Linked DNA regions of Gasterosteus aculeatus: region 2 is linked to region 1. Evidence: chromatin contacts called from public Hi-C data. All regions are on one chromosome and are shown on one strand. The core of a region is the stretch at or near the end of the contact, and the rest is flanking DNA. Distances in the headings are between cores, read along the strand shown.

Region 1 (6,712 bases), core at 1,319-3,818:
GGGATGCGGTTAGTAGTAGTTTGTTAACTATGTTATCTGTTGCTGCTGAGCTGAAGTGCAACCAGTCGGCGATTAGCTTAGTTTAGCATTGGGAAAACAGCTGGCCGAGCTCGCTGCACAAAACAAGACACAAAAAATATATTGTTATAGTTTTTATTATGCAAAGGTTATAATGTTATGACCCTGAAACCGTTTAGTGCCATGTAGACACGGCAGGTAGAAATGGTATTATAAAAGGTATTAGTCGTGGTAGTAGAAGTAATCCTTCATACTTCCTGGTTCATGATTACAAGGACATCCAATCAAATCTCCTCGTTAGGTACCTTCTAATTACGGCACATTATTTCTGAGCTACAAAGGTCACAGATCGTCCTCTCATTATGCAGATAACAGGCGACTGGGAGCTGCTGGTGCTGATGCTGAGCGGCTCCACTCACTTCTTATACACAAGCTGCCCCCCTCTCCCACCTCTAACCCCCCCCACACACACACACACACACACACACACACGCACACACAGACACGCACACGCTCGGCCAGCCGTGCTTTTGTTTGGCGTGTCCACATGCATCTGTCATGGTTGGCGGCGTTGGCACTGACAGTCTGCTATTGTTGCCCCCCCCACACAAATTATGCCCCCCTCCCCAACACACACACACACACACACACACACACACACACACACATACACACAGACCATTCCACCCCCCCCCTTCAGCCAAAGACAGAGCCACAGTTTGGGGTGTATTTCTAGTTTTAATTACTTCACACACACACACACACATATATTTATGCCAAATATACTAAACACCCAAATCCTGTTTAAACACTGCAATGTGTATTTTCTAAAGCGCCATCGTTTGTTTGTGAACAGTTTGTTTCTTAATTCTGAGCTTAACAGCAGTTATTAAAATGCTCGATTAGTAAATTGGAATAATTAGGGAAATATAAACACTTTATTTGAATTAAATAAAAATGTTGTAGTTTGTGCGTAGACAACACTTCAGAATTTTTCTAAAATTTGTGGGAAATTGTGTTGTTGAGCAGGTCGATTGTGAGAATGTGGATTAATGACAGCAGTTAAATAAATAGCAACACAATTTAAAATCTACAAATCTCATTAAATAAAGTGAAAAACATCAGCTGTGATGTTTACTTTTATTTCTGTTTCAAAGTTCTTTGAGACCAGTTCATGTCGCACCAGTACACACAAACCAGTAAACCAGTACAGCTGTAGTAAACCAGTACAGATGTGGTAAACCAGTCCCACCATCACACGTCCGTCACAGCGTCCTGACAGACTGAGGCAGGAGACCCTCCCACATTTAAAATGGTCCGGTCAGTGGTTTTCTGAACTGGATGTGTTTCCTTTGCGACTTTGACCACACCCACCAGTGATGTCACTGGGTCCTGGAGGTGAGAGTGGAGAGGTCAAGGGCAAGAAGACGGAAAAGATCAGCCTGTGGAGACGCTCCTCCTTCCAACGGCTCTTGAACACATCACCAGTGGTAAACAGAGCAGAGAGGATGTGAAAGTGTAAATACTTCAACACAAAAATACACACAGCCTCCATCTTTTTTCAGTGAGGCATTTGTGAGCTTGTGGACGTACAAACATAAGCTCGTTCTGCTCAATGCTAAACTAGGCCTACTGATGAGCTTATGACCAGCTGTGACACTGTGTGTGTCCATGTCGTGCATTCTACTCATTGAAAGACAGCAGAAGAAGAACATGGAGGTTCCTGTTGCTGAGAGCTTCAGCCCGTTGTCATGGATGCCGTCACCTGATCACCGGGCCTCCGCAGGGGGGGGGGGGGGGGGGGGCACGACTCGTTTGGCTCCCAGGAGCCCCGACACACCTTCTCATTTAAACCCCGCTCCTCACCACAGAGGGGAGGGGGGGGGGGGGGGTAAATACCGACTAAATGCACCAGCAGGTTGAGAGGAAAATACACAACGCTGGAAATCTCTTCAGTCCTGAGGTGACCTCTGACCTCTCACCAGCGACCCCTCTCTGGGACGGCTCCTGAGCTTCGGGCTGCTCGTGTTTGGGGGCTGAAGGTAAATCTCAGTCGATCACGAATGATGACAACAAGCTGTTAAAGCTCATTTCATTGGTCGTCTTCATCATCACCAACGTGATGAGTGACTCTGATCTTATACACGTAAACCAATTAAAGCTGCATGTTAACGTGGCAACAGATTAACAAACAGACAACACACAACAAGATGGGATTTACACCTGTTAAATGTTCATTAATGTCCCTTAAAACATGAACAATTGGTCTGAAAATAGGAGATCACATCATATCGAAGACCATAAGCTGCAGGTGAATGATTCAGTCAGAAGGAGCATTAAACATAAAAGTGTTTTTGTCCCAGTGGGAACTGAAGCCTACAGGTGTCTCTCTTTAAGAGGATCCGTTTGTTAAAGCGCAGCGCCATCTAGAGGCAGAACCAGAGACGTTCTTCATGGAACATAATGTTATTTATTTATTTAGTAACACGCTGCTTCTCAGATATAAAAGGATAGAAGAACCAGCCGGTGGCAGTAAAAGACCAGAAACATGACACCTCCTCCTGCGCATGCTCAACTCCCCCCCCGGCCGTCTTATCGCCGCATGTGTGTAAATGTTTAACTGGGGGGTCGGGCTCAGACTTTAGTCCCTCAGGAGCCTCCGACTCGAGCAGAATGGTGAGTTTCACTTTGTGACATTTCAGGGCAAATTCATTTCAAAAAGACTAAATGAGGAGCTTCGCGCTTTGAGAGGCGAAGAAGCTGAAACAAAAGTAAAGAGCTCTCAGGGGTTTGTGAGCATTTGAGCCCCTTTGTTCATTTACCACTAGAGGCCATTTCTGAAATACATCTTTATAAACGAATAAAGACTCTTTTATCACCTCCATTCTTAGTTTTTAAGTTCAATCCTTTTTCTTTTTGTCAATTTATAACAGTTTCAACCAGATTTGTGTGTAAAACTGGATTTTACACGTTGAATCTTCAACTTAATAAATGTAAAGTCAGAGGTTTAATAGTGATCCTGTTATGTTTGACCTTCATGTACTTAAAGTAAAAGTACTGATGTTTTACTGTTGTTTTTACGTTTCTGCTAACTTGTAGAATAACTCTTTTATATTGTGTTGTAAATCTGCAGCGATGCATCATATTCTATAAAATTGATATTAGTGGTAAATAATAAAATACACTACATATGACTCCATATACATATATTTATATATATAAACTAAAGTGCAGAAACAAACAAGTATTTCTTCTCCCAGAGTGCAGCAGCAGGCGGCTCGGCCCTGCAGGTCCACGTGATCCGGGTCGGTCCGGGTCAGGAGCTGTTGGGGTCTCTGCAGGCCTTCGTGGACGAGCGGCAACTCCGAGCGCCCTTCATCATCACCTGCGTGGGCAGCGTTACCAAGGCAACGCTCCGGCTGGCCAACGCCACGGCAACCAACACCAACGAGGTACCGAGAAAGTTATATGTGTTGAACTATTTATACACACAATTTATTTTACATTTTTCTTTGTCTTACTGTAAATCATTGAACATTTGAACAAAGAAGAGAAGAAAAGTAAGATATGGTTCATAAACATATATGTGTATTTAATGTCTTCCACTCAGGTGCTCCACCTCAGCGGATGTTTCGAGATCGTCTCCCTGGTCGGCACTCTGAACCGGGACGCTCACCTCCACGTCTGCCTGGCGGACGGGGAGGGGCGCACGGTCGGGGGTCACGCGCTGGGCGACCTGGAGGTGTTCACCACGGCCGAGGTGGTGGTCGGCGAGGCGTCACACCTGCTGTTCACCAGAGAGACGGACGTGCAGACCGGCTTCCCTGAGCTGGTGGTTCAGCCGCGACAAGAACGAAGATAAACGAACAGAGGTTCCCAACATGGGGGTCGGGGGCCCTCTGAAGGTCTACCAAATACGTGCGTAACTTCCTAATTGATTGATCTACCTGCAAAGTAACTACAGCTGTCAAACCCTCGCGTGGAAAGTAATTGATTACATTTTCTTGTGCAACTGGAGTTGCTTTTGTCCACCATTATGACATCAGCTACTTAGCTTTAGCATTAGTATAAGACCAAAGCTGAAAATTGGAACAACTGAGGGTTTTTTAAGTTTCCAAACAGAAGCAAAATTCATAAGGAAAATAAAACCTCAGCTGATTTTATCTGCTCTGATTTTTCCATATAAGAGCGTTCCAAGTGTCCTTCGGTTTTATCCAAGAGGAGTAGTTTTGCACACGTGAGTTTATTGAAATATGAAATTGAATATGAAAGTTTTTTATGCTTTCCAGAAACTCTTTTCCATCACATCTTCCTGTGGACCCGTCGGATATTGTTGAATTAGTTGCAGAATGTGTTTTGAGCTGTGTTTACATTCATATCAGTGGTGCACAAAGTAAAAGCCTCACTCTCTTTTTATTTAACAACACAAAGCGCGAGACCCCCCCCACCCCAGGATTAGTTTACACAGCAGCTCAGTGATCTGAACAGAAGATCCAGAAAACCAGTGAACAGAAACCAGTTTGCTGTGGTTTTATGCTCTATGACTCCAAAGGGGGGTCAGGGGCTGCGCATCACCACTGGGGGGCAGCATGAGACCAGAAGGCCTGAGAGCACCACGAGGTTGGAGCTCTCTCTCTTTAACCACTAGATGGTACTTTTATATATTATTATTATATCTAATCTGTTTAATCTGTGTTCCTGGAGATTGTCTTCATAGTAATGTATTACTGTGTATGTGCACGTGCAGCTTTTATTCACATAAGATTGTGTCCCTCTAAACAAGTCAGATATTCATATATTCAAGATATTCAGGAGAGAAGATCATTTTTCAGAACGTCGGTCTGGCTTCTGAGAAAAATATTTAAAAAAAACTTCCAGGTATTCAAAGATTGTGTAGTTCTTGGACACAGGACGTTATCTTATCTCATCTTGTCCGTCTCTGCTACTTGATTCAAAATGATGGCGCTTCAATGCAAATAGTAGAGTAACAATAAAAAGTAGATGAAATGATCAACTAGTTGTAATCCAGTACTTCCCTCTGAGATGTTGAGTCATATATTAGTATGAGTGTAAGTACAAGTACCTCAAAATGTACACTTAAATTTACTATGACAACGGACATAAACAGATTTATTTATAGATCACACAGACTCGGCTCCCTTGTGAACTTTCATCAGCATGATTGAGTCCCACTGCAGCGAGATGCTAACGGGGGGAGGGGGGATATTAAAATGCCCCCCCCCCTAATGTGCAGGTAAGGACCCCTTGTTGCTGCCTCTCGCTTTTTCAAGTGTGCCTTCATTGAGACAGATTTAGCTCAATTAAAGCGCTTTACCTCTGAGTGTTTTTTTACACCATCGCCGGTTCCAATCAGAGAGTCACTGATCCGGTTACACCTGCCCGTTCAATTTCCTTCTTCCTCTTTTTACCTTCATAGATTTCCCCGGATGTTTCCAAAAATTGCCTCTAAATGAGACCTACATTTGCATATTTTTACATGACATTTCAGAAATTAGTTTTAATGTTAGTTATCAACAAGCGTCCAGAGGGCTTCTCTCTTAATATCACCATATTAATAAGACACTTTGTAAGTATAACATTTGTAAATGAAACATGAAGGTAAAAATAAAGTCATGAGTTCATCTCAGACACCTTTGTATAGAGAGAAATTAGAAATGAAAGTATGAGAGGGAGAATTCTTTTGTACATTACATTACATGTCATTTAGCTGACGCTTTTATCCAAAGCGACTTGCAATAAGTGCATTTCAACCATAAGGATACAAACTCAGAAGAACAAGAAACAAGTCTTTGTCTGCTTCGTGTGAAAACAGATATCTATTAGATGAACTATACGTGTAAGTATTATATCTCTAAATGATGATCAGAGACATTGATTGCTCACAAAGAAACGTTTGAAACGTTTTCTGCTGTTTGAAGTCTCTGGATTTATGGACACAACTTCCTGTTCGAACATTTGGGATGTTTAGGGAGCTGCTGGAGCTTCAGGTCTTACTGGTGTAACTCCACCAGCGGGGGGCGCTCTGCCTCTTCAGGTCCCCCGAGTGTCGCAGGGGACCAAATCAAGGAATTAAAGAGGGTTTGCTTTGGTTTCCATCAGCTCTTTGCTCCTCTCACTTCTCAAACTGAACATAGTCAAATATGTATAAATATCTATCTATATCTATATGAATTCAGAGCATGCATCCTCTGCAGAGAGAGAGAGGAGGAGGGGTGACAGAGAGAGAGAGAGAGAGATGTTTGTGTGATGTCCTCCACTCTCCCTCCTCTCTACCGGCCGCCCTGGTGTAAATATTGAAATGGCCTCGTCGGATGGGGACAAGTGTTTTCCATCAGCAGCTCTTTGCAGTAAAAACGCTGCAGTTCCCCCATCCCTCCCTCCTCGCTATGGAAAGTAATTCACCTTAAATGTGATGCTGCAGGGCCTCTGCTTCCCCCATTAAAGGAACATAACGTAACATCCAAAAATAAATAGTATCAATATATTCTATTTAATTATCGATGTAGTATTTTTCTAAACCAAGACAACCAATCTGCGTTCTTCGAAACAATATTTTCTTATTGTGTTTCATTTTTTTTACATGTTTTTATATATTAAATAATTGCTGACTGTAGGCCATGAACATCTCCATACTTTTCCTAATTATACAAGCATAATTTTAATAAAGTAGCAC
Region 2 (6,712 bases), core at 2,946-5,445, 34 kb before region 1:
AACGTGAACATTTCATAGTTTACTGTCAATATTGTGACTTGTGAAAGTGTTTCTTGACTCCTCAGAGGTGTGAGGCCTTCTGTTGTTTATCAGTCCGCAGTCCGAGTGAAGGTGTGTGTGTGTGTGTGTGTGCGCGCTCTCCACAGAGCGGCGGACTCGTCGTCGGCCTCATGAGGATCTCCGCTCAGGTCGATATGACTCGTCTGAACGCAGACTTTGAGTGTGATGACTTCGGTGGTTTCTACAGACGTGAGGAAGTCGGCGCTCGGCGCGACGCCCGGCCGGTGCGTCTCCGTGGAGTCACTCAGCGTTTCTTCATGACATGATACAACGTCAGTGACTTGTGGTAAAGACGAGATCTTCTCCTCCGTCCCTTCAGGAGGAAACACAGTCGGCTGAACGCTCCGCAAAGACTCTCAACGCCGTCTGCATTCAGGACTTCATTATTGACAAGAATTATGTCACCAGGTGAAGTCAGAGTGATGTATTGATTTATTCGGTCTTTTCTCAAGGAAAGGATGAAGGTGTGTGTTTTTAGATTTCTCAACAAGTCTGAGAGGAACTACCAGGTTGTTGTTTTTGGTCTTAGAATTTAATAACAATAATTTAATTTGCTAGCGAAAATACTTCCGTCACTGCAGTAATGTAAATATATATCTATGTATACTGTATACATATGAAGGCAAACAATTTAAACTAAAATCCACTTGGAACCAAGTCTTCTTAACGTGGGAGATGGCGTGAATCCTGAGGACGGTACGCAGTGAAAGTACTTTCACATTAAAAAAGGTGAAGGTATAAAAATGCTTTTACAGAATGCCATTCATTTGATTTGCAGAAATACTACACACACATAGATGCATATCTACATGTGGTGAAGAAGGGGGGCTGCTGGTGGCATCGGTCCAGGCGTCCATCAGTCATGTGCTGCATTAGAGTGGGGGGCGGAGGGGGGGGGGGTACTGGTTGGCTCCCGCTGAGCTCCTCTCACCTCCCAGCTGTTACTAAATATGGAGGCGAGTTGCTTCCTGCCGAGAGTGAGCACATTATTAATGAGAGTCGCGCTTAAAGTGACAGCGTGTCAGAGCCGAAGGCTGAGGGGTGTGAGGGGCGTGAGGGGGGGGGTCAACCGGTGGGCCTGGCCTTGATTCTGAAGTCTGGCGTCACTTAACACTCTCTTCTTCTTCCAGATCAGCGGACTTCATTTCATATATATTCAACCTTTACCCAGTGAGTATCGTCTTTGTGTTTAATGAGCTCCACAAACAGACAACAGTAAATCATTGTAAGTGTAAACAAGGTCTAAAGGTTTTCATGTTCATGAAGTTTAAGATCCTTCATGCGTGTCTGCTTGCGTTGTCCCGCTGTCCGATCCTCAGGACCTGGACTTCTGCATCGTCTCCGTACCGATGGCGTGCCCCAAACTCCCGCTGCTGCTGCAGAGCTTCCTCAGACGGACATCTCGCGCCTCCAGCTGGCCCCCCCAGGAACTCTACGTCCTCCCCCGCGCCGGGCACAGGTGGGTTCACCGCACAAGACGAAGTCTACAACTCCGAGTGTAGTTCCTGTAGTGGGATTAAAGTCAAACACAGATGGAGATTTTATGGTCGTGGTGGTGATCACGCATTAGATTTGGACCAGATACCCAACGCAGTAGAAACATCTGAGGCTGACGATGCACTCGGTTGGGGGTCCCGGTTGGGGCCCCCGCTGTGGTTGCTCTTTCAGCGGCGTGGAGGTGAGACCGGCCGTGGCTGCAGACCGACCGGCTCTGTGTGATCTGGTGAAGGATCTGAGGCTCAGCGAGGCCCTGCTGCAGGACCTGGACCGCTTCTACGAGAGCCGCAGAGACCCGGTGAGGTTCATCTTCAGCCCCCCAACTGTTCAGCTCAACCATCAAACACCATTTATTAATGAATACCAAACATAGAAACATTATTACATATCATTTCCTAAAACTATTTTTGTTCCCTCTACTTTTACACATTCAGTTTGATCCACTTGAAAATGTCCAGCTACTAAAGAGCTAAGCTAAGCTAAGCTAAGTATTCTAAAGAATCAGACCCACTCAGGCCTTTAACTATTGGTTGGCATTAATAAAACAACCAAATCTGTATCTATTTATTCGCTTTTTTATAATGTTTGTATAATGTTTTTTTACTTCACACAACAAATATGCAAATCAAATGTTCTTATCAATATTAAACCAGCTGTCCGGTTAAACCCGTTTGGAAACCCAAAACATGTAAAAGGCGACGACATCAGGGTTGAAATTCTAACCTTTAACTTTTTCAAATGACCTCATTTTTTTTTCGGACCTCGAGCGTGATCGTCTCAGAATAAGCCAACAGCCATTCTCCTCTCCGAGTGACACTCCAGCTGTCACCGCCGCTGCCCCACCCCCCCATAATGACATCATGAGTATTCATGACAAAGTGCATGCTGGGCTTTGTCGTCACACAGGGCGGCGCGGCGCTGCAGGCCTTCGTGGCCCAGCATGGCGGTCAGCTGGTGGGGACACTGATCCTCAGAGACGAACAGGTAGGTGCACCATGCAGGTCGTTGTCCCCAGAGGAACCTCTGTAGACTTTCAGACCTTGAATAGAATAGAAAATACAAAATAAAGGTACTTTTTATTCAACAAGGGTTGAAAAACAGAAAAGTCTGCTGTCGATTCCTCGTACTTTTCTATAACTGCTTCAATCACAGCTAAATATTTGGTGTGATACAATCGAGATATTCTGATATAATTATAATCCGTTTCTGATCGTTACGTCTGTATTGAACTAAAGCAAAGTATCAAATACAAATGTTGGTCCTCTTGTCATTGTCAGGATGCCGAGTACATCTGCGCCCACTACAACATCGAAAACTTCATCTACTTCAGCCATCACCGTCGCGAGGAGCTCGCTCAGATACGCCACTTGGTCCTCAAGAGCTCCTTCCAGCACTTGGGAAGACACTTGTTCAAGGAGGTGCTCCGGCTGGCTGGCAGGTCCTGCCTGTTCCACAGAATGTACCCCTCCATCCAGGGCCAGGAGGTGGGTTTCTCACACCGGGCCCTCGGCCCCTCCAGCCTCTGGAGCTTGAAACACTTTGTGATCTGTTGGTGTGACGTTCATTTATTGATGTAACATGGAACATGTGGAACAAGGAGGGTCGCTGCTTGCAGACTGCGGCCCCTCGGCATGCTGCCGTCCCCCCGGGTCGGGGGGCAGCAGGTGCCGACGGCGCCGCCAGCTCCACCTCTCCACACACATTACAAGACAGAAGCCCCCACTTCCTTCTGCTAATTAGCTTCCCACCAACCAGCCCAGGTCTGCACATGATGGCGTGCGGACTGACGCGCGGCCGAGACACTTGGAGGACTGGAGGTTGTTTTCTGCTCAGCTCATGTTGGTGGTGTGAAGCTTGCGTCATGTAGCCTGTTCACCTGAGCTCATTATCACTTGGCCCCTTCCAGTCCCCCCCCCTCCACACTGACGCCGTCGAGGGAGCCTAACCGCGCCCCCTTTTCTCCCCAGCGCACTCAGAATTCCTGCATCCACCACCTGGATGTGGTGCTGGACTACGCGGTCCCCGTCCGCCCGCGACGCCAGATCCTCTACCCGCTGGAGGAGCTCGGCATCAACGCCCCCTCCAGGCGGATCACCGAGCACCAGGTGGGCACGGCAGCAGCTGGGCCCCAGGGGGCCGCCGGGCAGGGAGCGTGGAGGGGCCTGAGGCCGCAGGGTGCCAGTGTGGCCACTAGAGGGGGTTTTAACGCAGTGATCCACTCTTAGAAACTGCAGCTTCCTTCAAAACTGCCTCTTCTCCACATTAACAGAGACAATAGACATCCAGACATCCAAACCAACAGATATTATCTTTGCTACTTTTGATTTGACTACTATTTATTTACAGTTTCTACACATTTTTTGTTCTTCACATATATTTGATATCTGTGAAGACTTTTCTCAGCTAAAATTTGACTTTGAGTTGAGTTGGTCGGAACAAAGCGATTAGCTTTAAGTGGGAAAAGAAGAAACCTTCCGCTAAAAACAGCAGAGAAAACACTTAATTCTTAAAAATATAATCTTCTGAGTTCTACAGATGAGATGAATAAGATGAAACTCACGGCGGTAACACAGCTGTCATGATCTCCGTTCAGATAAGGACTCCGGGCCGCGGGGACGATTGATGGGATCTAAAGCACCTGTTCCCTCTCCGTCCACACGGGATCACGTTACGCAGCGCTGCACCTGCTCCCCACATGCAGATCTGTTCATCTGGTTATCGCCTGCGCTATTCAGACGAATGCATGTAGGCAAATGGCAAATACAGAGTTTTGTTTACATATAAATGAATATGAATTCTCAATAAATGTCCAAATGCAGCGTGTGCATGACCCACGGCTGCAGGAGGGTTATTTTGTTTCAATGGACGTAGGTAGCAGATGATGATCATCATATCATCATATCTTCAGTCCAGCTGCTCCTAAACTGAGCTGCTGCACGTTTACCTTGTCCCTTCATCTCGTCAAAAGAAGAGCAGCTTAGTAGGTTCTGTGAGTGGATGTTTCCTACAGACCTGGAAGACAGTTGAACCAAATTCCAAATCATGGAAAAAACAAATGCAGATTTCCACGTCGTCCTTAAGCCACTAGTTGCTCTCTCACAGCTCGTCAGCGTTGCCTTCAGGGTCCCTAATGGCCAAAAGGAAGACGCAGTATTTAGGTTTAGTGAGCAGACGTCACATGACTTGAACTATTTAACTATTTACTACTATCAACTATTTAAAATGTTACTCATCAATCTGAGCCGTTCACATGTACATTTGTTAATACAGGCCCTTTTTTTCTCCTGCTAATCAAACTTGGCGACATCTCGCTGTGCGACAGATGTCTAAATGATTGGAATATGACACAAAGGTTAATTTCACCCCCCCTCCCTTTTCCTCGATGCTGTTTTCATCCAACAAGGTGCTTTGTGGGGCCAATCTGCCCAATCACAGACGATGAAGGAGCCATTAGCGTGAGGACCACTCAGTGGTGGAGGAATGCAGCAATTAGAAGGCGGAGCCGGATCCTGTGGGAGTCTTTTGAGGAGCGTCGGGTCACAAGTTCCATCCCTGAGTTTCCTTCTGAAGCTGCATGTTCTAAACATCTAAATAAAGAGCAGAAATGGGATTGAAACACAAACAAGAGAGTCATTTTAGACACAAAACACAACTGGAGATGAAAACCTTTTTGGGTCCTGATCTACTGCCCTTCATTTGAGACATGTGAAGCTGTCGGGTCATCAATGTGTGTGTGTGTGTGTTTCATCGTACATCTGACGGGCTCCTCTTTGCAATGCTCTCAGGCTCCGTTTGCTCTCAGCCTCATCAGCAGGAAGTTGACCTTGGAGCCCAAGGTCACCGTCAACGCCAGGATCGTGGTGGTCGGGGCCTCGAACACGGGCCTGTCGTTCCTCGAGGTACTTTGTCTCTGGTGAGTCTGCTTTATATCTGCATATAGCTACAGGTACACACACAGGATTATTGTTACTGTACACATAAAAACTGTGACCTTTAGTAGCAGCACTGACAAATAAATGGACAATTCTTGCTCCCCAACCACAGCGGATGAACCTTCCAGCGGCCTGAGGGCTCCTCAGAATCCAATCTGTGCAAATGTCACTTGACGTCTTTTGCCTTTTTGTCCTCCTCGCTCTGTGAGATCAACTTGCTTCAGCAGATAATAAGAAGAGCGGGGGCGCAGATTCAGATTCAGACCCGGTTGATAGCTGCCAGGCAACCGGGGGGGGCCCTCAACTCCGTGGCGCTCTCACACAGCTGTGGTAGAGGCCTGGCATGGAGCAGAGGCCAACACCCTCCTCCCCCCCACCCCCCCTTTAATTAGCCGCTTTCGGCTGCAGAGATCCGTGTTTTCTGTCGCTAATGAGACAACTAATGAGGCGGTTAGTGTCCGCTGGACTGACGGGGTGAGGGGGGGGGCGCATTGAGAGGGTGAATGATGGGTCGGTGTCGGGGCCTGCTGGGGCCCTTCTTCTTATCAGCACTGCCCAAACGTTCCCCCCCCAGACACAGCTTTCCATGTGAATGCAGCCCAGCGGCTTCATGCAGGCTGGACGGGGTCAGACAGATAAAGAGCTCTGCAGTGGACGGAGCCCCCGCCCGTAGGGGACGGAGCCCCCACCCTGCAGCCCAGCCGTGGTCGGGCTGCAGATGGGCGGCCGTCCGTCTGTCAGCGGCTGATAACAGAGCAAATCCAGAGCTTCTACCCCCCCCCTCCTCGTCCAGATCACCAATAACGGCCTTAATGCCTCAGTGCTGCAGAGTGACGAGGACAGTTGGACACACTGTCCTCGTCACTCCGTCTGTAAACTCTGCTGCTTGAGTTTATGTTTCTGTAAACGGACTCAATCTTCTATTTTTAATCCATTTGCTTCTCTGGCGTTGTTGTGAGCGAGTAGTTTAAAGAAGCCGGTTTAGGCTTTATAATAATAAACATAATAATAATAAACGCTGTAAATAACTAACGTTTATTGTTTCGATTATTGCAAAATGACAATGAACATGTGGATAAAGTTTTTGACTTTGACTTGTCTTTCTAGTCAGTGTGCTGTGACGTCACAGTCACGCTGAAGATAACACACAGCAGCGGCTGTGTCTATTTGTCTTTGTTGTGACTTTGTTTAGTTTAGTCATCGTCACTGCTGCGCTCAAGTTG

The links. A called contact is a pair of places that touch in the nucleus more often than the background predicts.
Region 2: a Hi-C map of liver shows a contact between it and region 1, with 2.6 times the contacts expected there. The contact joins the enhancer-like site here to the promoter of LOC120808298 in region 1. A contact is called at or near these places in 5 of 6 Hi-C or Micro-C datasets (liver, skeletal muscle, tail fin and 1 more).

The regions. Positions count from the first base shown.
Region 1 is chr18:13,284,730-13,291,441 of fGasAcu3.hap1.1, reverse strand. It overlaps LOC120808298 (bifunctional protein GlmU), which reads left to right and starts at 2,568. Exons shown (of 3, transcript XM_040161139.2): 1 at 2,568-2,694; 2 at 3,279-3,470; 3 at 3,629-5,030. The coding sequence starts at 2,692. The coding sequence ends at 3,880.
Region 2 is chr18:13,320,239-13,326,950 of fGasAcu3.hap1.1, reverse strand. It overlaps cfap61 (cilia and flagella associated protein 61), which reads left to right. Exons shown (of 25, transcript XM_078093428.1): 8 at 147-284; 9 at 380-468; 10 at 1,191-1,230; 11 at 1,380-1,519; 12 at 1,729-1,855; 13 at 2,464-2,541; 14 at 2,835-3,041; 15 at 3,525-3,662; 16 at 5,343-5,470. Among protein-coding and RNA genes, the nearest start is that of cfap61, 6.3 kb to the left of the region's middle. Within about 2 kb of position 4,195, at least 1 of the 9 cell types and tissues checked has open chromatin away from gene starts, as enhancers often do.